Linked DNA regions of Oryctolagus cuniculus: region 2 is linked to region 1. Evidence: chromatin contacts called from public Hi-C data. All regions are on one chromosome and are shown on one strand. The core of a region is the stretch at or near the end of the contact, and the rest is flanking DNA. Distances in the headings are between cores, read along the strand shown.

Region 1 (6,075 bases), core at 3,045-5,544:
CGGGGTGACTCTGGACCGCTCAGGACAAAGGCCCCGTGAGTAACCCCCGCGCCAGCAGCGCGCGCCGCTGATCCCCCGCAACACCTGCGCTCCCTGCGCACCACGGACAGACGCCCCCGGGAGGTCGGAGTCCGGCCCAAGTCCCGGGGCGACTTGCATTCCGCAGCGCTGCCCATCCGGGACCTGCGCAGCCACCCTTGCTGTGGGGCCGCCTCTCCCCGCCCCGTGCTCTCCTGGGAAGCCCCTCTGAGCATGGCCACGGCCAGTTCACACTCCCCACGCCCTCCTGAGCACGCGGGGCTTTCACGGGCCTCACAGCGAGACCTCACGCCCTCCATGCCCTTCATCGCCCTTGGAAAGCTCTGTGGGGAGTGGACCCCGGCTTTTCTGCGTCTGCCTCGGGCCTCCTTCTCCTCCTGCAATCAGACCGAGAGAAACACGTCCAGTTTCCCAGCTGCCCTCGTGCTCCACGTGCGCCCCGTGGACACAGGGACTTCCTTTGCTCACAGCGCACCGGTGGCTTGCCTCGGCCTCTGGCTCTCAGCGGCACTTGGTCACGATTGAGCAGATGGAGAAGTAAACGACAGACACAAGCGACGCCGCTGGAGGAATCGGAAGATCCTGGAGCGGGTCTCCCTGGGTGTGTTGCCACGCCCACCCATCCCCGCCCGCCCGGACAGCCTGTTTTATATACAGAGGGTCTGGGAGTGGGCAGGTCTCCCAGCCAGCGCTTCATCCACAGCAAGTACACTAAAAAAAAAAAAAAAAAAAGTCATCTCGTGTCGTATTGCTCAGATGTTCAGGTTCAAAGGCTCCGATGAGGCCGCTCCCAGGGTGTGCCTGTGGCTGAGGGAGCAAACAAGGCAGGGAAAGGGCTCCGAGACCGGCAAGGAGCAGAAGCGACCACCTTGAGGGTCACGGGAGACAGGACCCAGAGGAGGGCTCCTGGTGACAGCGGCGCTCAACGCGCACCTGCGGACGGCCAGAGCCGCAGGCGGGAGAAACTCCAGGACCAGCTGCACCCTCCGAGCTGCCTGCACATCTCCTGTGGCTGCACCGAAGGCCAGCAGGCGAGGCAGCCCGGGATCGTGTGCAGAGCTGAGCGGAGCAGCCGGCGTGGCACCTGGCCGGCACCCACAGCAGCAGGAGGGGAGGTGCGATGGGAGGTGAAGTGCAGAGGCTCCCCCGTCTTCCCCAGCCTTGACCGCCACCACAGAGTTGCTGGGAATTCTGCCACCCACAGTTTTGCTGCTTATATCTGTATCCATGAGCGATATGCCACAGGGGGCTGGAGCACCGCCTACAACGCCGGCATACCAAATGAGCGCCACTACAAACCCCGGCTGCTCCACTCCTGATCCAGCTCCCTGCGTGTGCCCCAGGGAAAGCACCAGAAGATGGTCCAGGTGTTTGAGCCCCTGCACCCACGGGGGAGACGTGGATGAAGCTCCTGGCTGCCCTGGTATTGGTCTGGCCCAGCCCCCAGCCTTGTGGCCACTTAGGGAGTGAACCAGTAGATGGAAGATTCTCTCTCTCTCTCTCCCTCTCTGTCTGTTCCTCCCTCTTCCTCTCTCTCTCTCTCTCTTTCCTCTCTCTCTCTCTCTCTCTCCCTCTCTCTCTCCCCTCCCTCTTCCTCTCTCTCTTCCTCCCTCCCTCTTCTTCTCTCTCTCTCTTCCTCCCTCTCTCTCTCCCTCTCTCTGTCTCTCCCTCTCTCTCTCTTCCTCCCTCTTCCTCTCTCTCTTTCTCTTGCTCCCTCTCTCTCTCCCTCTCTCTCTCTCCCTCCATCATTCTGCCTTTCAAAGTAATACATAAATATATATATATACACATGTCTATGTCATTTTTAGACTTAGGAAGCAGCCCATGCTGTGGGACCTGCGTTGTCTCGCATCCCCAGTGCGTGTTTCTGCGGTTGGTTTGGTGGTGTGCGTGGGTTGACGCCCGTGTGACGTTTCTTGCACTGCCCCTGCTATGACGGCCGCTTCTCTGTCTCCACATCCTCACCTCCTGCTTCTAACCCTAACCCTAACCCTTTCTCCTTTGCTTCCCTTTTTTTTTTGGGGGGGGGATCGGGGGAGTGCCATGCTTTCTATCTTTCCTCTGTTTCCCCAAACCTTTTAGAAGCTACAGATTCTCTTCTCTCATTCGTTATCCTGCTTGTTTAGCAGGCCTGCCCGGCTGGCTGACTTAGACGCTACTAGGACATTAGACTCTGAATCATCCTCTCCCATCTCCCACGTCGTCCTCATTGCCTTTCACCTCACAATGGAATCCTTTAAAAAGGATTTATTTGTTTATTTATTTGAAAGGCAGAGAGAGAAGGAGAGAGAGGTCTTCCATCTGCTGCTTCACTCCCCAAATGGCTGCAACAGCCAGGGCTGGGCCAGGCCAGAGCCAAGAGCCAGGGGCTTCTTCCAGGTCTCCTACGTGGGCGCAGGGGCCCAAGGACTTGAGCCATCTTCCACTGCTTCCCCAGGCCATCGGCATGGAGCTGAATGGGAAGTGGAGCAGCCAGGACTCGAACCAGTGCCCATATGAGATGCTGACACTGCAGGAGGAGGCTTAACTTGCTACACACAGCTCCGGCCCCAAAGTGCAATGTTTTAAAACTCTGCTTTCCGTCGAGGTTGCCTGGCTTTGCTCATGGCTTCGTCCTCTGTGTCTGTGTCCCTGTGCTCTGGCTCCTCCTCCGTGGAGCGCGTCCATTGAGTGACACTCCCGTTCCTCAGCTGTCCTGAGTTCTCGGTGTCTGTCTCACCCTCCTCCCGAGCTCTGGCAGAGCGAGGATGAGCTTTTCAGCTTGAAATCCGCATCGCTCCAAGTCTAAAACACAGCCCGTCGCCTCCGGCCTCCACGACGCCAACACGACGGTCGCCTGTCCCATGTCTCTTGTTTTTGTTTTTGAAACTTTGGACAATTTCAAATTCAAACAAAATGTTTTAAATAGCATACAGAACTTTCATGTACCTTTGCCCATGTTCATTTATTATTAACTTTCTACACCATTTGCTTTATCCTTTGCTCTCTCTCCCTCTGTCTCTCTCACACACACGCACATGTACATATGCACATACGCATACATACACACATGCACACACCTGCACATATGCATGCCTGCACACACCTGCACATATGCGTGCCTGCATGTGTGCACACACACATTCATACATACACACACATACACACATGCACTCGTACACACATGCTTACATCTACACATGCACACACCTGCACATATACATGCCTGCATGTGTGCACACATACATTCATACATACACACACATACACACATGCTTACATCTACACATGCACACACACATACACACGTGTACATGTACATACACAAATGTACAAATATGTGCACATTCACACATACACACATTCACACGCATATACATACATGAACACACACATATACGTAAGCACACCTGCACGCACATGCATGGACATGAACATATACACACTACTCACATTCACACACGCATACACACACATCCACATATACATACAGACACACACCTACACACACGCACTCACGCACACTCACACACACACACTCTGAACCATCTGCGCTGTCGGACGTGCTCTTCGGCCCTGAGTGTCCTGGTGCACGCCTAAGAGCCGACTTTCTCTTCCGAAGCCCTTAGCAGCCGTCAGCTTTTTCTGCTTCCTCTTCCTCCTGGTTCTGATTTTGAAAGTTGACCCCGATGTGTCTGCTGTGGCACCCTCCTCCCACGGCCCAGCACACGGCCTGGACCACACCCTTCACAGGGTCACACCCAGGCACATGGCCCTGCCCAGGCACATGGCCATGCCCAGGCACAGGCCTCCGTCCAGGCACAGGCCTCCGTCCAGGCACACAGCCCCACCCAGGCATACAACCACACCCAGGCTCAGGACCCCACCCAGACACAGGGCTCTGCCCAGGCTTGGGGCCCCACCCAGGCACATGGCCCCACCCAGGTACATGGCCCCGCCCAGGCACACGGCCATGCCCAGGCACACGGCCATGCCCAGTCTCAGAGCTCCACCCAGGCACATGGCTCCATTCAAGCACATGGCCCCGCCCAGGCATAGGGCCCTGCCCACGCACAGGGCTCTGCCCAGGCTCAGGGCCCCACCCAGGCACATGGCCCCACCCAGGTACATGGCCCCGCCCAGGCACACAGCCACGCCCAGGCTCAGGACCCCACCCAGGCACATGGCCACACCCAGGCACATGGCCACGCCCAGGCACAGCCCTGCCCTGGCACAGAGCTCCTGCCCAGGCACACGGCCCCACCCAGGCACACGGCCACGCCCAGGCTCAGGACCCCACCCAGGCACACGGCCACACCCAGGCACAGAGCTCCACCCAAGCACACCGCCCCACCCAGGTATATGGCCACACCCAGGCTCAGGGCCACACCCAGGTACATGGCCACACCCAGGCTCAGGGCCCCACCCAGGCACATTGCCACACCCAGGCACAGGGCTCTGTCCAGGCATATGGCCATCCCCAGGCAAACAGCCATGCCCAGGCTCAGGGCCCCACCCAAGCACACTGCCCCACCCAGGCACATGGCCACACCCAGGCACCTGGCCACGCCCAGGATCAGGACCCCACCCAGGCACACAGCCACACCCAGGCTTAGGGCTCTGTCCAGGCACACGGCCACGCCTAGGCACACAGCCATGCCCAGGCTCAGGGCCCCACCCAAGCACACTGCCCCACCCAGGCACATGGCCACACCCAGGAATGCGGCCATGCCCAGGCACAGAGCCACACCCAGGCAAGGGCCTTGCCCAGGCACATGGCCCTGTCCAGGCACACGGCCACGCCCAAGAACACGGCCACGCCCTTCTCAGGGTCACACCCAGCCTGACTTCATCCAGCCTTCCTTCGTCTCTCCTGGCACGGGCAGCTGGCAGCCCCACCCACGTGTGGGTGAGCCTCCTGCATCTGGGATCTCGCTTTCCTTGTGAGACTCCGGTCACGCGTGCTTGCCCGGAGTGGTGCACAGACTCGCGTCTCCGTGTGCTGCGTAGAAGGCACGCTACCTCTCGAGGAGTTTTCCTGTGTTCTTTTACTGAACGTGAAGATGGGAATAGATTTTATCTTAAGCGTAAGTTCTTGTGGTTCACCTTTCACGAAGGTTTTCCATAAGCTAAGCCTAGAAAGCCAGAGAAAGCTAACGTTATCCTTTGTCCTGGCCCCGTCACACCCTGTCTGGGGTCCCCTCCCTGTCCCCACACCCAAGCTAACCCTGCATCACCTGGGCCCAGGCCAGTGTGAGGAAAACTGGAAATGCGTTCACATTTGAACTTCCCTCTCCACAGTTCAGAGAGCAGACAACTGCCCAGCATGGAAGAGCGGCAGTGGCCGTGGGCACAGCCCACCTGTCAGTCACTGCAGTGGAGGCCTGGGCACAGCCAATCTGTCAGTCACTCTGCAGAGACCCTGGGCACAGCCCACCTGTCAGTCACTGTGTAGAGGAGGCCTGGGCACAGCCCACCTGTCAGTCACTGCAATGGAGGCCCTGGGCACAGCCCACCTGTCAGTCACTCTGCAGGGGAGGCATGGGCACTGCCCACCTGTCAGTCACTCTGCAGGGGAGGCCTGGGCACAGCCCACCTGTCAGTCACTCTGCAGAGACCCTGGGCACAGCCCACCTGTCAGTCACTGTGTAGAGGAGGCCTGGGCACAGCCCACCTGTCAGTCACTGCAATGGAGGCCCTGGGCACAGCCCACCTGTCAGTCACTCTGCAGGGGAGGCATGGGCACTGCCCACCTGTCAGTCACTCTGCAGGGGAGGCCTGGGCACAGCCCACCTGTCAGTCACTCTGCAGGGGAGGCCTGGGCACAGCCCACCTGTCAGTCACTCTGCAGTGGAGGCCTGGGCACTGCCCACCTGTCAGTCACTCTGCAGAGACCCTGGGCACAGCCCACCTGTCAGTCACACTGCAGTGGAGGCCTGGGCACAGCCCACCTGTCAGTCACTCTGCAGGGGAGGCCTGGGCACAGCCCACCTGTCAGTCACTCTGCAGGGGAGGCCTGGGCACAGCCCACCTGTCAGTCACTCTGCAGGGGAGGCC
Region 2 (5,775 bases), core at 3,133-5,632, 130 kb before region 1:
CTCTCTCTCTCTCTCTAACTTTGTCTTTCAAGTGAATAAATCTTTGAAAAACATTACTAATGGCAGCCCCTCAGTGTAGACAATACGGGATCTGTTTACATTTGAGACTTGGATCTTCATGAAGAAATCGGGATTTCTGGAAATGGTTAAGTCAAACATAAAATACTGTTTTCTTCTAAGAATTTTTACGTATTTCATTTGAAAGGCAGAGAGAGACCCACAGGAGTCTTCCACCCACAGGTCACTCCCCAGGTGCTTCACCAGGCAGGGCTGGGCCACGCCCACGTCAGAAGCCTCAATCCAAACACGGGAGCCTCCCAGGGCGCACATGAGCAGGAAGCTGGAACTTGAAGCTGCTCCGGGACTCAGACCCAGGCACCCCGATAATGGGCGCCCAAGAAGAAGCAGAGCGGCTGGGCCGAGTGCCCATCCTCTCACATCTGGGCCTGCGGAAGGTAACCGACCGCCAGAGGCGAGGGCCACGGCAACAGAGCGCGGAGCACACTGTGCTGACAGCACGCGTGCAGGACAAACGCACGTGAGGACACGCACCGGGTGCTCTGGAAGGAGCCGCGCACTCGCGGGAGCAGCGGGTTCCCCGACGGGAGGCTGTGGCTCCCCGAGGACGTCTGCTTTAAGCTCTCGGGCAATCACTGATGTGAAACAAGAAGAGGGATAAACAATAAACGACAGTGACAGCAAAACGGAATGAGGAAAACACGCTAAAACAGAGCGGAAGGAGGTGAGACAGAGAACAGCCAGCGGATGGCAGACTGGCGCAACCGCATCAAGCGTGAGAACACACGTGAATACCTGCACAGTCAATGTAAAGGTGAAGGCCGATGTGGGCCAGTCGGCTCTAACCACACACCAACCGGCACAAACCCACCGAAGCATGAAAATGCACACAGGCTAAACACAAAACAAAAAAAATGGAAAAATGTATCCCACGTAAACACTGACGAGAAAAATGCTGGCGATTCAGACAATAACAGATACACTCAGAACAAGGAATAGGGGCCAGCGTCGTGGAATAGTGGGTAAAGCCACTGCCTGTGGTGCCACATCCCATATGGGCACAAGCTCAAGTCCTGGCTGCTCCAGTTCTCACCCAGCTCCCTGCCAACGTGCCTGAGAGAGCAGTGGAGGATGGCCAAGTGCCCCCCAAGAAGCTCCGGGCTCCAGGCTCCTGGTTCAGCTGCTGCAGCCCTCTGGGGAGTGAACCAGCAACCAAAGATCTCTCTCTCCCCCTCCCTCTCGCCTGCTCTCCCTCCTTCTGTAACTCTTCCTTCCAAATACATAAATCTTTTAAAGGAAGGAATAGACGGGATTCGGAGACTTCAGCACTGGTGCGTAACGATCACAAACGTGTACGTGGGTGGGTGTCTGGCACAGCAGTTACGGCACAGCCTGTGCCTGTGTCCACACCGCCTGCCGGAGAGCTGGGCTTGATTCCTGCCCCCACGCCTGCTTCCAGCTCCCGGCTGACACGGACCCTGGGAGCAGCAGGTCAGGCTCAGTTCTTGGGTCCCTGCCCCCCGTGTGGGAGGCCTGGACTGAGCTCCGGCTCCCACGTCAGCCTGGCGCGACCTCGGCCGCTGGACAGCTGGGGAGCGAATCTGTGGGTGAGGGCACGTGCTCACCCTCGCTGCCTCTCACGTAAGTGATTTGAACAATTACGTAAATGTGGCTTCATCTGGCAAGAGAGCTTCAAAATGGGTGGGGGTTGCTCTGAAACATTTCAGTTTCTAAGGGTAGATATCAGACTACATGATCTCAGCATATTACACAAACAGGCACTTACAAAACTGATCAGCACTCAACAGTGTTTTGACCCCTACGAGTCATTTATATGCATGTTTTTTAACTTTTTAGAACTTCATTTTTTATTTATTTAAAAGGCAGAGAGACAGAAACAGACAGATCTTCATCCACCGCTTCAGTCTCCGAATGCCCACGACAGCGAAAGCAGGGCTGGACCAGGCCCGGAGCCTGGAACTCAACCCAGGTCCCCCAGATGGGTGACAATCGCCCACGTACTTGAGTCGTCACCTGCTGTCTCACAGGCACGCGTTAGCAGGAAGCTGGAGCCAGAGCAGCCAGGACTTGAACCAGGCATTTGGGTATGGGATGCGGGCACCCGAGTGCTGTCTGAGCCCCTGTGCTGAATGTCCACCCCCTACAACCCACTTGGAGGAAAAAGTAAGGAAACACTGAGGGAGAGAATGGAGCATGTATTAGGAAGTGCTGAAAGCTGTGCATTGGGGTCGGCGCTGCGCACAGCAGGTTAAGCCTGCTTGCAACACCAGCGCTATGTATCAGAGCACCAATTCCAGTCCCGGCTGCTCCACGTCCACCTACCTCCCTGCTACTCTACCTACCTGCTGGGGCCCTGCCACCCACGTGGGAGACCCAGGTGGAGTCCTGGGCTCCTGGCTTTGGCCTGGCCCAGCCCCAGCTGTTGCGGACATTTGGGGAGTGAACCAACAGATGGAAGATCTCTCTCTCTTTTTCCTCTCTGTTGCTTTTTCAAATAAATAAAATAAATCTTAAAAAAAAAAAAAGCTACAGGGCAGACATTGTGGCACAGCAGGTGAAGTCGCCACATGCGATGCCCACATTTCCTATGGGCCCTGGTTCAAGTCCCGGCTGCTCCACTTCCAATCCAGCTCCCTGCCAATGGCCTGGGGAAAGCAGCAGAAGATGGGCCAAGTATCTGGGCCACTGCCACCCACATGGGAAACCTGGATAAAGCACCTGGCTCCTGGGTTTGGCCTGGTTCAGCCCTGGCCATTGTAGCCATCTGGGAAGTGAACCAGTGGACAGAATCTCTCTCTCTCTCTCTCTCTCTCTCTCTCTGTAACTCTTTCATATAAATAATTTTTTTAAAAAAGTTGCACGTTGCAGCAAAAGCAGAAGGCAGAGGGAAATGTATGCTCTTAAATTCACTCCTATTTTAAAATCAAGGAATCTGATAAAGAAACAAACAAAAGAGTAAACGCCAAGAAAGGAATATTGAAGAGCACAAGCAGAATTAAAAACGGATTCTTTGGAAAGACCACTAAATACGCGAACTCTGTGAAGACTCTGAGAGCACAAGGTCCCGGGCTCACAAAACAAGATGAGAAGCACAGGTGAGCGGCTCTGCGCTCCCTCCAAAGGGAGGCTGCGCAGCCCCGCCCCAGAGCGGACGCCTCGGACACTTCGACGTGGATACACTTTAAAACATAAGAAAAGAATTTTAATTCCATGTAAAGATGAACTGAAAATAGAATTCACTGTCCCAACAGGTTTCTCAGATAGTTACAGGGGCTGGTTGTGCCAAGCCTTCAAGGAATCGACAATCCCCTCTCTTTTTTTAAGATTTATTTATATATTTGAGAGGCAGTTACAGACAGAGGGGCAGAGAGACAGAGAGAGAGAGATCTTCCATCTGCTGGCCCACTCCCCTAAATGGCCACAACGGCCAGAGCTGGGCTGATCCAAAGCCAGGAGCTCCGTCTGGGTCTCCCACACAGGTGCGGGAGTCCATGCACCTACATCTCCCACTGCTTCCCCAGGCCAGCAGCCAGGAGCTGGACTGGAAGCAGAGCAGCCAGGACAGGAGCCAGTGCCGTGTGGGAGGCTGGGGCTGCAGGAGGGAGGTCAGCCAGCATAGCGGCACCCAACCCCCATCCCCCACCATTTATTTTAGAGAAGAGCAAGACTTAACCTTGATAGCACAGCAGGGCAAGACGGCTGAGATACACGCGGACGACCTCCTGCGAGCCCGAGGGCTGGTTCACGCACCCCCTCTGGAGACGGCACTTACGCCCCCCCCCCCCCCCGCAACCTCACTAACAGGCTAGAAGGCTAGAGCATTCCTTCCTTAAAAACCCATTTTGCAACAGCATTTCTAAAAGCAAAACATCATCAGCTATGCTAATGCCCAACACAAGGGGACAGATGAGCACGTAATGAAATTCAGATGAAGTGAAATTGAGTTAACCAGCACAGAAAATTCTCCAAATCATAATTTTATACCAAAAGCAAGTCGCAGAATCCACAGCATAACAACCCTACGAGCACGTCTCTCGGCCTGGCGCAGCAGAGGGTCTGTGTAGAAATTAAACACGCACGCTGCACAGAGCGACGTCTGAGCCCACGGGGACAGAACAAGAGCACGTGTGGACGAGAAATCCAGCGGAGGGAGCGGCCCCGTGCCCTGCAGGAGAGGGGCTGCACCAGCAGGGGGCACTCCAGGCGCAGTGTGCGGCAAAGGCAGCAGCCGAGGATTTGTGAGAAGGAGCACGGAGCGGGGTCCTGGGTGTGACCCTCCATGTCTGCACATTCGAGATGCAGGGGACAGGGTTCAGGACGGCATGGAACCCGGCTGGCACTGACACAAGGGCTTCGGTGCACACGCAGAGTGCGTCCCTCTCCACCTGCACCAGGTCTGCACTGCCCAGTGGGGAACTGAGCCCATTTCTACAGCCAATCAAGACATAAAATAGCCCACCGAGAACCATGCAGGACCCACGGCGGCAAAACCCCGCTGGGAACGTCCCTTAACTCGGAAAGGTGACTGACATGAAACAATGACTCAGCTTGCCGAGACGGCCCCGCCCACTGCTGCCAGTCCAGGCTGCAGCCCCGCCCTCCTGCCGCTGGCTTCTCAGGAACTGTGGGCTGGGACGTGGCCCCACGGCACTGGAGGAAACGCTCACGCGGGCTCCATCACAGGGGGCCCTGACGGGGTGGGCTCAGCCCGATCCTCCCTGGCTCTGATTCTGCCTTCCTCCCCCGCTCCTGCTCCACCTAGGCTGAAACCTGCAAACTCCAGGCTCTGAGCGTGCCCGCTGTGCTGAGTTCTCACACAAGCAGGGCCTGGGACAATGCAGAGTCCCGCTCAGGGCCTGGGGCAATGCAGAGTCCCGCTCAGGCTCCACTCCTGGTCGCCAAGGGTGCGGGCTCTGGGGTCTACAGGCTGCGTTGGGAGACACACACTTCTGCCTCTGCTGGTCAAGCTACGGGCAGCTCTCAGCGCACCACCCCGAAGTCCTGACGCAGGCGGCAAGCTCAGGGAGTGCGGTGTCCGGGGATCCCCGCTGCCGCCATCGCCACCGCCACCGCCACCAGCCCGGGAGCAGCCGCTCCGGCAGACGCAGCGGCTCTGACCCATCAGGGCTTGGGGTGCACAGCCCCCGGTGACTGCGCCCCAGCGCTTGAAAAGCAGGTCTGGGAATGCGAACCCCATATCCAGTGACACCTGTTCCTCCACCGTCCTCTCCAAGGTCTCTGGTATCCTGTGAGCTCAGCCCAAGTGTCCCCTGTGTCCCCTCTGAGCTGAGAGCCTGTGTGAGGCCTGGCCTGCGAGAGCTGGAGGAGATGCCCTCTGGCCTCACTCGGCCGCACGCCCCTCGCGCACGCTGCTCGCGCACGGAGGCTGCAGGTGACACAGGCAAGACCCCCGACACGGGTGGGCGCAGATGAAGGAGCGCGTCACTGCGGTCCGAGCCTGTGGTGTCTGCTCTGCCCGGAGCTGGTGAGTGTGGGGCAGTTTTTGCCGTTGGCGTCCACCCACCTGGGCCATGGCATTGCTGGTTTTGCCACCCAGCCATGGTCACCCACAACCCGGTGCACCTGCTGAGTACAACACAAGTGTGGAGACTGCACAGGGGCCCCGCCTGGCTCCAGGAGTGATGCGGCCTTGGGTAAACCGAGCTCATGTCCTGCCCCGACCCCCGGCCTGAGGGCTTTGGGGGCAGCCACACAGAGCAGCAGGAGGGACGGTCC

The links. Hi-C and Micro-C count contacts between places; a contact is called where the count stands out from the background.
Region 2: a contact with region 1 is called in a Hi-C map of an unstated tissue, with 3 times the contacts expected there. The contact joins two enhancer-like sites. A contact is called at or near these places in 3 of 6 Hi-C or Micro-C datasets (ear pinna, psoas muscle and an unstated tissue).

The regions. Positions count from the first base shown.
Region 1 is chr12:2,268,295-2,274,369 of mOryCun1.1, reverse strand. No RefSeq gene overlaps it. Among named protein-coding and RNA genes, the nearest start is that of SV2B, 25 kb to the left of the region's middle. Within about 2 kb of position 4,294, at least 2 of the 8 cell types and tissues checked have an H3K27ac peak or open chromatin away from gene starts, as enhancers often do.
Region 2 is chr12:2,401,083-2,406,857 of mOryCun1.1, reverse strand. The region is part of intron 10 of SV2B (synaptic vesicle glycoprotein 2B); the gene reads right to left. Among named protein-coding and RNA genes, the nearest start is that of SV2B, 110 kb to the right of the region's middle. Within about 2 kb of position 4,382, at least 1 of the 8 cell types and tissues checked has an H3K27ac peak or open chromatin away from gene starts, as enhancers often do.